Regions from separate parts of the Sus scrofa genome. Here regions 2 and 3 are each linked to region 1. A link is a contact called in public HiChIP or PLAC-seq data. All regions are on one chromosome and are shown on one strand. The core of a region is the stretch at or near the end of the contact, and the rest is flanking DNA. Distances in the headings are between cores, read along the strand shown.

Region 1 (3,702 bases), core at 551-3,050:
CGCGTTGCTGTGGCTCTGGCGTAGGCCGGTGGCTACAGCTCCGATTCAACCCCTAGCCTGGGAACCTCCATATGCCGCGGGAGCGGCCCAAGAAATGGCAACAACAACAACAACAAAAGACAAAAGACAAAAAAAAAAAAAAAAAAGATAAATGGGAAATACACCTAAATGTTTGGTTGATAAGATTACAGTTACCTAAATTTCCTTCCACTTTCCTGGTCAAATGTTTCATAAAATGTATTTTCTGATTGTAAAACTAACAGTAATTAAGCTTTCTCTTTTGCCTTGATGATGTGTCAAGAAACTGCATACTCTTGAAAGTAAGATTTCTACAAACTCTACACTGGAACCCATACCTCAGTTTCTGCTACATCATTACTGTGCTGGAAACTCTCAAAGGTGGGGAGAGGTGAGACGGTACCAGGATCAGGGCACCAGATGAAGTACCAGCTCCGAGACCTCTGGCCACTAGCAGAGAAAAGAAGCTGTGATGGCTCCCAGGAGACAAGGGCAACCCCAAAGAGGGCACAGTCAAGAACAGGACCCGGCCCCCCGACACGCAGTGTGGGCCCTTCACACGCTGCGGTGCCCAGCTCCCCCGAGTCACCCTGGAGTCTCCAGAGGCAGACGTGTAAGTCAGGGCAGGGGCCCATCAACACTCACTCCATTTCTAATGCGCCACCTAGACACACACGTCTTCTACCTCAGAAGTTTATCGACCAACGAAAATGAACAGGGTCCCCTCCCAAGGAAGCTGAGCGGGTAACCACCTATGGGGTGTGCGCCCTCTACAGACGGGATCGAACTCACAACGGTCCCTAAAGCAGCCAGAGCAGCCTGGGGTCTGAGAAACGCGCACAGGCCTGGCCTCCGTGGCAGACACTGGACAAACAAGAACCACCAATGTTTTTTTCGAAGAAGTTATAAGCCGCTGAATTTTAAAGAAATAAACGTTTTAAATACAGACTTCAGACGCAACAGACAAGAACCCAATAAACTGTCAACATGCTACATAAAAGCAACTCATCTTCTACAAAGCAAGTAGGCGATTTCAGCTGCAGAAGAAAAGGGAGGAAAAGCGGACACTCTCGGTGTGACCCCTCCCTGCGCCCGGCAGGGCCGAGGAAGAGGAAGTTGCCTGAAGTCCGACTCCACCCAAGAGAAGAGCTCCAACCCAGGAGAAGCAGGGCCTCAGCACCACTCCGTGCCCAGCCACGTTCAGGCCGCGCAGCCCCCACGCCCGCTCTCGGACGTGGCCAGGAGGGGCCCCGTGCTGAACTGTCCTCGAGGGGTTGACAGCAAACAAGGGGCCAGAGAGCACAGACGCACAATTACAAGTGGACGGTCAAGGTGGGCTTCGCTGAGAAAAGCACTATTTGAGTGAAGGAGTCAATGAAATTTTAAAAATTCCTTTACAGGCTTTTCCCAGTTTCTGAACCCTGAAACTCAAGAAAGTGCAAATGCTTACAAAATATATACCGTCTGGACAGAGGATGGCGTGCCCACCTGTCTGATTTTGTCTGACAAAAAGCACAGGGGCCATCACTGCGGCCTCCCCCTTTGCAGTTTCCCAGCAGAGCCCTTCCCAGCTCGCCAGCCCTGCCCTCCTGTCCTCAGCCACCAGCTCAGCCAGGACCACACCCCAGGCTCCAGCAGACCTGGGGCAGCAGGAGGGCAGACACCAGGACCCTGGGCAGGGCTCTTCGGAGCAGATGGCTGGGCCCCAGCCCAGAGCTAAGACCCAGCAGGGCTGGCAGGTGCACTGCTAGGGTGTTCCCAGGTGACGGATGCTGCCAGTCTGGACACCGGACTTTGAGAGCCACCAGACCCGGTGCCATCCTGGCTCACAGTACATATCTGTGCACTTCCGTGAGACAGAAAAGGGGACGTGATAAAGCACACGTCTCTCAAAGCTTCCAGTCAAAAGCAACACGTCACTGCTCACTGTCCAAAGCAAATCACGTGGCCGCCCCAACGTCAAGGGGGCGGGGCCGTTCGGTCCCACACGGACCCACAGCCAGGACAGCCAGAGAGACTCCAAGCCCAAGAGCAGTTCCTCCTTCTCCCCGATGCTCCCATCACCACCTAGAGCCGACGCCGAGACAGGGGCTTCCCAAAGCCCACAGACCGCGCCTGCCCCCGCTGAAAGCCCTCCGGGATGAAAAGGACCTGGCCCTTGTTTTCACAAACAGATCCCTCAGCCGGGCTCCCGCCACAGCAGCCCTCTGCGGTCCCATCACGGGTGCCCACACAGGCTGGTCCCTCCAGATGCCCATGCCACCCTCTACCGAGCCCCGTCCGCCTTCTGCTCCAGCGTCCATCCCGCCGGGACAGCGTCCCAGACACCCACCCCCAGACAGGGACACCCCGCACATCTACCAGACGCGCCCAGTCTGCCTTCAAGGCCGGCTCTCCTCCTTGTGCCCTGTCTCCGCAGCACCACCACCCAGGCTGGGCCTGATCCAGCCACACCCGTGCCCCTCCCTCACCACTCTCGAGTGGGAGGCAAGTCCCAGGTGGTGAGGCACCTCTCTGACCAAGTCTATACGCATTTCTATCAGGTATAAATTCTTTTGTTTGTTTGTTTGTTTTTAGGGCCGCTCCCCTGGCACATGTAGGTTCCCAGGCTAGGGGTCGAATCGGAGCTATAGCCTCTGGCCTACACCAGAGCCACAGCCACGTGGGATCCGAGCCACGTCTGCAACCTATACCACAGCTCAGGGCGATGCCGGATAGCTAGAAGGTATACATTTTTAAACGAGAAGTTCCCGTTGTGGCTCAGTGGTTAACGAATCCGACTAGGAACCATGAGGGTGCAGGTTCGATCCCTGCCCTTGCTCAGTGGGTTAAGGATCCGGCGTTGCCGTGAGCTGTGATGTAAGTCGCAGACACGGCTTGGATCCTGCGTGGCTGTGGCTCTGGCTTGGGCCAGGGGCGATAGCTCCGATTCGACCCCTCGCCTGGGAACCTCCATATGCCGCGGGAGCGGCCCAAGAAATAGCAAAAAGACCAAGAAAAAAAACCCATTTTTAAACGAAACCAAACCACTACGTCAGCTAAAAAAGAGTAAGAAGCATTCCTTAATGACAAATCGAATTGGTGTCCCAACTTCTAACTGTCTCCACCATCGGCAGCAGCGTCCAGTCACGTCGCTGATGGGCCGGCCCGTCCGGTGCAGGGAGGGACCGGCCTCAAAACTCTTGTCGTCCTCAGACGCCTTCGACCTTTTCCGTGCGGAAGGGACCTGGTCACTGGCCCCCCGCCACGCTCCGCCAGTGGAGCCCCCCCCGGGGAAGTTTAGCGACCCCCCCCCCCCAGTTCTGGGGGCAGGGGGCGTCAAGGCTCAAGCAGCTTCAGGTTTCCTCCTGTGGCACGTGTGTCTGTCTCACAGGTTCTTCCAAGATGCAAACTCTGTCCACTGTCCGTCTCGTCCCCCTCACAGTCTGCAAAGTCCAGGGGACCGAGGACGGAGGTCTTGGCTCATCACTGGCACGCAGCTGGTTCTCAACGAAGGAAGACGGGCTGGCCGGAGGCGTGCTGGCACGCTGACCAGCGGGACAGAAGAGCCCGCCCTCAATCTGCCTATAGACGGTCTGAGGTCCAGATGTCCCCTGAGGGGGAGGACGAAAAGTCCCCAGAGCCCAGAAGCAGAGGCCGGGCCCTGCAGGAGGCCCAGTACTTCCAGCCCGTGCCTCTGGGTCA
Region 2 (3,887 bases), core at 530-3,029, 590 kb before region 1:
CTGAAGTTTCACATAGAACTTTATAGGCCAAAAACTCCAAAGTTAATTATTAGCTCAGAAGCCAACCTCCAAAGAGCGTGTTGGTTACCTGATGGGTGCCTGTGCCAGATTTTCTTTTGCTTTATGAACATTCGTTTCTAATCTTCTTTTACTCAAACTGTGCTTTTCAATTCTCCACTTAGGAAATTGAGAGACTTTCTGAGCAACTAGAAGAAAAAGAGAGGGAGACACAGCAGCTGATGAACCAGCCAGAGCACGAGCGGGAGAAGGAAGTGGCCCTGCTGAGAAGAAGCGTGGCAGAGAAGGAGCGGGCCCGGGCCGCCAGCGACATCCTGTGCCGCTCCTTGGCCGATGAGACCCATCAGCTGCGGAGGACTCTGGCCGCCACTGCCCACATGTGCCAGCATCTGGCCAAGTGTCTGGATGAACGCCAGCGTGCACAGGGGGACGTAGGGGAGAGGGGCCCTGAGGTAGGCTGGGTGCAAGCGAATTGCGCCAAAGACCTCAGGGTGGCATTTGCCTTGCACCTTGGAGTCCCTCTGCGGTCATAGAGATTGGGCACTGGAACCCATTTCTGTTCTCAGTGGTGTGGGGCAGTTGTTGGCAAAGCCTTGCCCTTCAGAGATTTCTTCTAGAATGGTGGACAGTGCAGAACACAGTAGGAAAGCAGGAGGCCTCAGCAGCCACCCACCCACACCTGCAGTTGAGCCTGGGCCGTGGCAGGGAGGTGGCACTTTGGCTTCATCACCCTTAGCTGAGGGCCAAGCGGCAGAGCCAGGGCAGGTGCACCAAGCAGATGAGGCTGTGCAGAGACAGCGGGCGCAGTGAGCACAGCTAGGTGGGGCTGGTCCCGCCAGGGCCTCCTCCAGGGCTGCAGTTGTGGTTGCGAAGCTGGCTTCTGGGCTGGTCCACACTGGCAGTGGCCTGCCACCATCAGGAGCCCGGGTTGTTCTCCAGTCAGTGAAGTGAGGACATAGGGCCCCTGAGCGCTGGCCAGGAGCGGTGCAGTGGGAGAGGGCGGTGTGGGGATAGGGGCCAGTGGGGCCCGGTGGCAGGTGGGCTTCCACGACAGCTTGGATTTGGGCCGTGGCTGTGTGTGGGGTCTACTGGGGGAGGGGACAGTGCAGGTTTCAGTGTTAGGAAATCTGTACCACAGAACCAGGGGCTCCTGGGGGTGTTGGGAGGACGGGGCAAGGCTGTGGGACACATGGGGGACAGGCACTGGTGCCCACCCCACCCGGATTACCCTCCCGCTGGTCCTTTCCAGGAGCTTCTCTGAGGCTGTGACAGGGTTGACTCAGAAATGCCCTCCGTGATGTCCCAGCAGCAGCTTCACTGGCGAGCCCGCTGGGGAGACCCTCGCTCTGAGAACTGCCCGTCTCAGCCGGGTGGATTCCACGGAAAGGGAACCTCGGAGAGAACACAGCGTATTTCAGAAACCAGAGTGCTTTCTGGGAGGAGGCTGTGTTCTCGCCTGATTTTGAGTCACTGTGTCATTTCCCTCTGAGGATTTGAAAGCAGCCACACACACAAGGTTGACCTGGGCAGGTGTGTGGGGTCGGTGCTTTTTTTTTTGGCTGCTCCCTTGGTGTGTGGAGGCTCCCAGGCGAGGGCTCGAACTCGCACCACAGCAGTGACCGAAGCCACTGTGTGGTAGTGCTGGATCCTTAACCGGCTGTGCCACAGGAGGCCTCCGGGGCGGCTCTTACCAGTCTCTAAACCAGCGTCATTTCTCAGTCCTAGACTCGGCTGAGTCACCCGGGGTTTCCCGGTGCCCCCGGGTTAGGTCATGTAGTTCCGCTGTCGTTCAGGGGGAATTCTCAAAAATAATGTCACCCACAGACACCCCACTGTGCTGGGGTTTTTGTTGTTGCTTTTAATCTTTTAAAGTTTTATTCCAGTATCGGCGATTTACAAGGTTGTGGTAGCTTCTGTACAGCCAAGTGGTTCAGTTGTACATGTGCACATGCACGCTCTTCCGGATTCACAGAACATCGGGGAGAGTGTTCTGTGCGCGCCCCACCCCCAGTCCCTGCCCCCCTCCGGCCACTGTGCGGCTGAACGCACTCAATTTCTAGGATTCGGATGGACTTTTCATGAGCCTTTTTGCTTAGTTCTGTTCCCCATCGTAGCTTTCTAGGCATGAATTTCCTGACCCTGCGTGAGGCCCAGGTCAGATTTCTCTGTGCAGAATCACTGAGGTGGACCTGACGGTCTGTGTTGTGGGTCCCTGGCTAGGCCTGCTCCTGGCACCTGCGCGGCCCAGGGCTGGAATGTTCTCTGGTGTACAGTGAGATGAAGCGTGCTGACCTCTCGACGCCCGTGATGGTGGCTATTCTCAGGCCGTGAGGACACTGTGTGTGGCTTGGCCCCAGTGTGGTGTGGGCTTGGGCAGGGCAAGGGCGACACCTGTCCCCCACCTCCGGGAAGTGGCCCGTCCTCTCCTGTCCCCGTCTAGCTTCTCTGGTGACTGAGCGGCCGCTGTCTGCTGTGTCGTGGATGCCGTGACTGTCTGTGACGGCCGCCTCCAGGATGGCTTCCTCCCTTCTTTCCACACGACAGTCCCGCTTGGTGACACTGTCTGCTCTCCTTTTCTTAACTCAGACAGAGTGTGCAAGTGGGGACGCCTCTGTCCAGGCTGTTGTCGAGAAGTTACAGGAGGAGAATCGACTGTTAAAGCAGAAGGTCACGCACGTGAGTGTCTGCAGGGTTTCCTTGGGGGGGCCTTCTGAGGTTTCCGTAGCCGCAGGTGCGGGTCCTCTCCTCGGCTGTGCCCAGGGCTTGCCCTGCCCTCGGGCCACTGTGGCTGATGCGTGCAGCCCGAAGCACCCGCCTTTCTGCCTGAAAGGCTGTGTAGGGCACGCCTGGTCGGCCTCCACGCCGCCTCATCCTGGGCATCCATAAACGAGGTCCAGGAGGTACTGCCAAGTGCAGCTTCTACGGCAGGAAAAGTGCCGCCAGTCCCCTTCTGTCTAAGGCGGTGGCTCGCGGCCACCGTAACCACGTCCCAGCTTTGGCTGTGGCCCTGCTCTCCCCTCTCTCAGCCCAGGGAGGGGCTCTGTTTATGGGGCGCTCCCCCGCTCAGTGGTGTCAGGTGGATGCTGCGGAGCGTCATTCAGAGCTGAGGGCGGCCCGGGAGCCGGCGTCTCCGCCGCCTTCACGTGGAGCTCTTGGGCTGCTCAGGTGGAAGACCTCAATGCCAGGTGGCAGCGCTACGATGCCAGCAGGGACGAGTACGTGAGGGGGCTCCACGCACAGCTGAGGGGGCTGCAGGCCCCGCTTGAGCCTGAGAGCCCCTCCTCGCCCGAGCGCCTGCAGAAGGAGATCGCCCGGCTCAACAGACAGCTGGAGGAGAAGGTGGACGCCTGCGCGGAGGCGAAGCAGGAGCTGGCGTCCGCGAGGAGGGCCCGGGACGCGGCGCTGGAGCGGGTGCAGATGCTGGAGCAGCAGGTGGCGCCCGGCGCGGGAGGCGGGGAGGCCATGTGTCCCTTCTTTGAGCAGAAATGGCGTGACGTTGTGACAGCGGAGTGTCTCTCTCCCCTCAGATTCTCGCCTACAAGGATGACTTCTCGTCAGAAAGGGCTGACCGAGAACGGGCCCAAACTCGGATCCACGAGCTGGAGGAGCAGGTGGCCTCCCTGCGGCACCAGGTGTCCTGGAGACAGGTAGGCAGGAGGGCCACCCCTTTGCCTTTCTTGAACCTCCAGCTGTTCTGTGCCCACCTCGGCCCGACTCTCCCGCCCCCTGCCCCGGGAGCTGCAGCGCCTGGTGCCTGAATGTGTGTGTGTGTGTGTGGCGGGGGTGACTTCAGGGGAGGCTGTCCTCAGAGCCCGTCCTGCACACCCTACTGGGAGCTTCCTCGCTGTGTGGCGGGGACCCCCTTTACT
Region 3 (3,798 bases), core at 354-2,853, 630 kb before region 1:
AGGTGTTGTTTGTTTGTCTCGACTCATTTGGAAATAGTGTTGGAATGCCTGGGTGATCATTAAATGGAGAAAGAGACCCTACCTCATGTCTTTGGTCCACAGAAGTTTCAGCCAGATCAAAGGCTTAAAATATGAAAAAAACAAAAATTAAAAAAAAACCCGGGAGTTCCCGTTGTGACTCAGCAGGTTAAGAACTTGGCTTCATGTCCCTGAGGATGTGGGTTTGATCCCTGGCCTTGTTCGGTGGGTTAAGGGTCCGGTGTTGCCACAAGTTGCAGTGTAGACTGCAGATGTGGCTCGATCTAGCATTGCTGTGGCTGTGGTGTAGGGCGGCAGCTCCAGCTCTAATTCGACTCCTAGCCTGGGAACTTCCATATGCTGTCATTGCAGCCATTAAAAAAAAAAAAAAATTAAAGTTTATCCTGCTGTGTAGCACTGGGAACTATGTCTAGTCACTTATGATGGAGCATGATAATGTGAGAAAAAAGAATCTATGCATGTATATGTAACTGGGTCACCATGCTGTACAGGAGAAAATTGACAGAAGACTGTCAACCAGCTATAATGGAAAAAAATAAAAATCATTATATAAATTAAAAAATAAATACGTAAATAAATAAAAGAAAGTTTAGATGGGAGTTCTCTTTGTAGCTAAGCAGTTAATGAATCCGACTAGGATCCATGAGGTTATAGGGTCGATCCCTGGCCTCACTCAGTGGGTTAAGGTTCTGGTGTTGATGTGAGCTGGGGTGCAGGCCGGCAGCCGCAGCTCTTGTTCAACCCCTAGATGGGAACTTCCATATGCTGCAAATGCGGCTCTTTAAAAAAAAAAAAAAAAAGTTTAGATGATTAGTTTAGATACTATGGAGATGGGGCAGGATTTCCAGGTACAATACTGAAGGGAAAATGACCAGGGTTTTCTGAGTATATAAAGGAAAGAGCCAGTAGATACAGTAACATAAAAGTCACTCCTAAAAGGCGCATGTCAAAACCACTGTAAGCAAAACAGAAAGGAGACTACAAACTGGGAAGGAAGACCCTGCAAAGTGCACGCCTTAACCAGTGCTAGATACAAACAGCAACTTCACAGGCTAGTCACAAGTTTCTACCTTTATTTGAAAATAGGCACAGGAGTTCCTGCCATGGCTCAGCGGAAACAAATCTGACGAGGAACCATGAGGTTGTGGGTTTGATCCCTGGCCTTGCTCGGTGGATTAAGGATCCAGTGTTACTGTGAGCGAAGGTGTAGGTCACAGACGTGGGCTTGGATCTGGCGTGGCTGTGGCTGTGGTGTAGGCCAGCAGCTGTAGCTCCAATTGGACCCCTGGCCTGAACCTCTATATGCCGCTGGCGGGGCCCTAAAAAGCAAAAAAAAAAAAAAAAAAAAAAAAAGGCACCAATAGCAATTCCTAAGAACTCTCTGTGACCCATCAGACAAGTTTACACATGTTCTACCTCACAGTAATTAAATAAATACCAATCGGAACAATGATACGGCATTTTTTTGCTTTTTGAAGCTAAAACTCTCACATGGCACATCAATATCCAACAGCAGGAAGAAGCAGCGCTTTGTTCCTCTTGGAAGGAGGGCCACTCACTCTTTCCAGGGCTGCAGAAAGCTGAGTTGACCCTGAGGCACGGGTTCACATCCTGCTGATTTGCCAACCAAGTAACACTGGGGATGTAACTCCTTTGTGTTTTGCATTTAGTTTCTCCTTCCCTCAGAGCCCGGTATGCTTATGATTTAAGGAGTTCGTTTTACAGGCCTTCTTACAAAACACAGTGGTTCCCCGTCCCTCGTTTTCCAGCATTTTCCATGGCAACTTGCAACTCACTCTGTTTGTTTCACCTCGGTCTCCCCCAAACCGCACGCTGCGATTGCGACTTGCTGACCTGCGGGCTGATCACACCTTCGCCTTGTTTCCGTCCGCTCACGGCTGACGTCACCCTGACCGATCCCCGCAAACGCTGTTCGTGTCTGAACCACCTAATGTATCCTGATGACTTTTCCTTTCTTGCTCAACCTCTTGTTTCCCCCGGAGTTCCTGTCATCTTTTTTATGTTGCTTATTTCTCAATACGCATTCAGCTGCAAGTTCTGCCAAATGTCCAAACCTCCCCCGAGGCACCGCGGTGTATCAAGTCTCCCATCACCTCGACCTGGACCTCTTTCTACGCTGGGGCACAGCCGGGACTTGGGCACCGCCTCACCCGCACCCCAACGTCCCCTAAGTCGTTCTCTCTGCTGCAGCTCGGCAGCTTCCTGCATCCCCCGGACTTCCTCTTTCTTCTTCCTCCCTCGATCTGGTGGACCACGCCAAGGAGCTTCCTGAGAGATGCAGGGCTGTCCATTTTTGGAGCCCTTATCATCCTGAAAATGCCTGTGTTCTACCCTCACTCCTGAGGAATAGTGTGGCTGAGTGTGGAATTCTGGCTTAGCAGCATTTCACTCCAGAACAGGGAGCTTTGGCCCGTTGTCTTCCAGCTTCCGGGCGTCTGAAGCCGCTCCGACCCTAGGCACCCCGAGCTTGCTTCCCCGTGAAACTCCCCTGGGAGGTGCCTGTCCGGCGCATCTACTTGCACGCTTGGATCTGAGCGTTTAGTGGATGCTTTCGGTTTGGAAACCGAGGTTTCCCTGAAGTCTTTCCCACTGTTTCTTTTTCTTTCTCAAACGTGTATTTTATTTTATGCTTATGTTATTTATTATTTATTTATCTTTTTTACTCAATGAATGTATTACATTTAGAGGGGTACCATGATCATCACACCCCGATTTTACAGCATTTCCATCCCACAACCCCAGCACATCCCCCCACCCCCCAAGCTGTCTCCTTTGGAAACCATGAGTTTTTCCAAGTCTGTGAGTCAGGATCTGTTCTGCAAAGAAGTTCATTGTGCCCTTTTTTCAGATTCCACATGTCAGTGAAAGCCTTTGATATTGGTGTCTCATTGTATAGCTGACTTCACTTAGCATAATTTCTAGGTGCATCCGTGTTGCTAAAAATGCCATTATTTCTTTCCTTTTATTGGCTGAGTCATATTCCATTGTGTGTATGTACATAGCTTCTTTATCCAGTCCTCTGTCGATGGACATTTAGGTTGTTTCCATGTCTTGGCTATTGCAAATAGTGCTGCAGTGAACACTGGGGCACATGTATCTTTTTGAGTCGTGGTTTTCGCTGGATAGATGCCCAGGAGTGGGATTGCTGGATCCAATGGTAGTTCTGTGTTTAGTTTTCTGAGGAAACTCCGTACTGTTTCCACAGCGGTTGCACCAATTTACAATCCCACCAACAGCGTAATAGGGTTCCTTCTTCTCCACACCCTCTCCAGCACTTATCGTTTGCAGACTTTGTGATGATGGCCATTCTGGCTGGTGTAAGGTGATACCTCATAGTGGTTTTGATGTGCATTTCTCTAATCATGAGTGATGTTGAACATCTTTTCATGTGTTTTTTGGCCATCCGTATGTCTTCTTTGGAGAAGTGTCTGTTTAGATCTTCTGCCCATTTTTTGAGGTTGCCGTGAGCTGTGGTGTAGGTTTCAGGGTCACAGACGCGGCTTGGATCACACGTCGCTATGGCTGTGGCCAGCAGCTGTAGCTCTGATTCGATCCCTGGCATGGGAACTTCCATGTGCTACAGGTGCGGCCCTAAAAAAGCAAAAACAAAAACAAAAACAGCTCTTTGTTATAAATAACTCCAATCAGCTTTAAGCTTTAACATCAAACATCTTAAAGATAACATTTTGCTGTCACTCACCACCTGTGTTGAGAGATAACAGCTTGATTATCAGTTGA

Evidence for each region. HiChIP or PLAC-seq counts read pairs in DNA pulled down with a chosen protein or histone mark.
Region 2: an H3K27ac HiChIP or PLAC-seq map of alveolar macrophages shows a contact between it and region 1. The contact joins two enhancer-like sites. A contact is called at or near these places in 1 of 5 promoter capture datasets (fetal liver) and 1 of 2 datasets of contacts at active chromatin or transcription factors (alveolar macrophages).
Region 3: a contact with region 1 is called in an H3K27ac HiChIP or PLAC-seq map of alveolar macrophages. The contact joins two enhancer-like sites. A contact is called at or near these places in 1 of 5 promoter capture datasets (liver) and 1 of 2 datasets of contacts at active chromatin or transcription factors (alveolar macrophages).

The regions. Positions count from the first base shown.
Region 1 is chr8:946,234-949,935 of Sscrofa11.1, reverse strand. The region is part of intron 1 of NSD2 (histone-lysine N-methyltransferase NSD2); the gene reads right to left. Among named protein-coding and RNA genes, the nearest start is that of NSD2, 9.3 kb to the right of the region's middle. Within about 2 kb of position 1,800, at least 31 of the 83 cell types and tissues checked have an H3K27ac peak or open chromatin away from gene starts, as enhancers often do. A contact at or near this core is called in alveolar macrophages, where this site is marked.
Region 2 is chr8:1,534,758-1,538,644 of Sscrofa11.1, reverse strand. TNIP2 (TNFAIP3-interacting protein 2) reads left to right here. Exons shown (of 6, transcript XM_003128825.4): 2 at 183-470; 3 at 2,605-2,694; 4 at 3,184-3,450; 5 at 3,546-3,665. Among named protein-coding and RNA genes, the nearest start is that of TNIP2, 18 kb to the left of the region's middle. Within about 2 kb of position 1,779, at least 5 of the 83 cell types and tissues checked have an H3K27ac peak or open chromatin away from gene starts, as enhancers often do. A contact at or near this core is called in alveolar macrophages, where this site is marked.
Region 3 is chr8:1,572,601-1,576,398 of Sscrofa11.1, reverse strand. No RefSeq gene overlaps it. Among named protein-coding and RNA genes, the nearest start is that of SH3BP2, 8.7 kb to the left of the region's middle. Within about 2 kb of position 1,603, at least 10 of the 83 cell types and tissues checked have an H3K27ac peak or open chromatin away from gene starts, as enhancers often do. A contact at or near this core is called in alveolar macrophages, where this site is marked.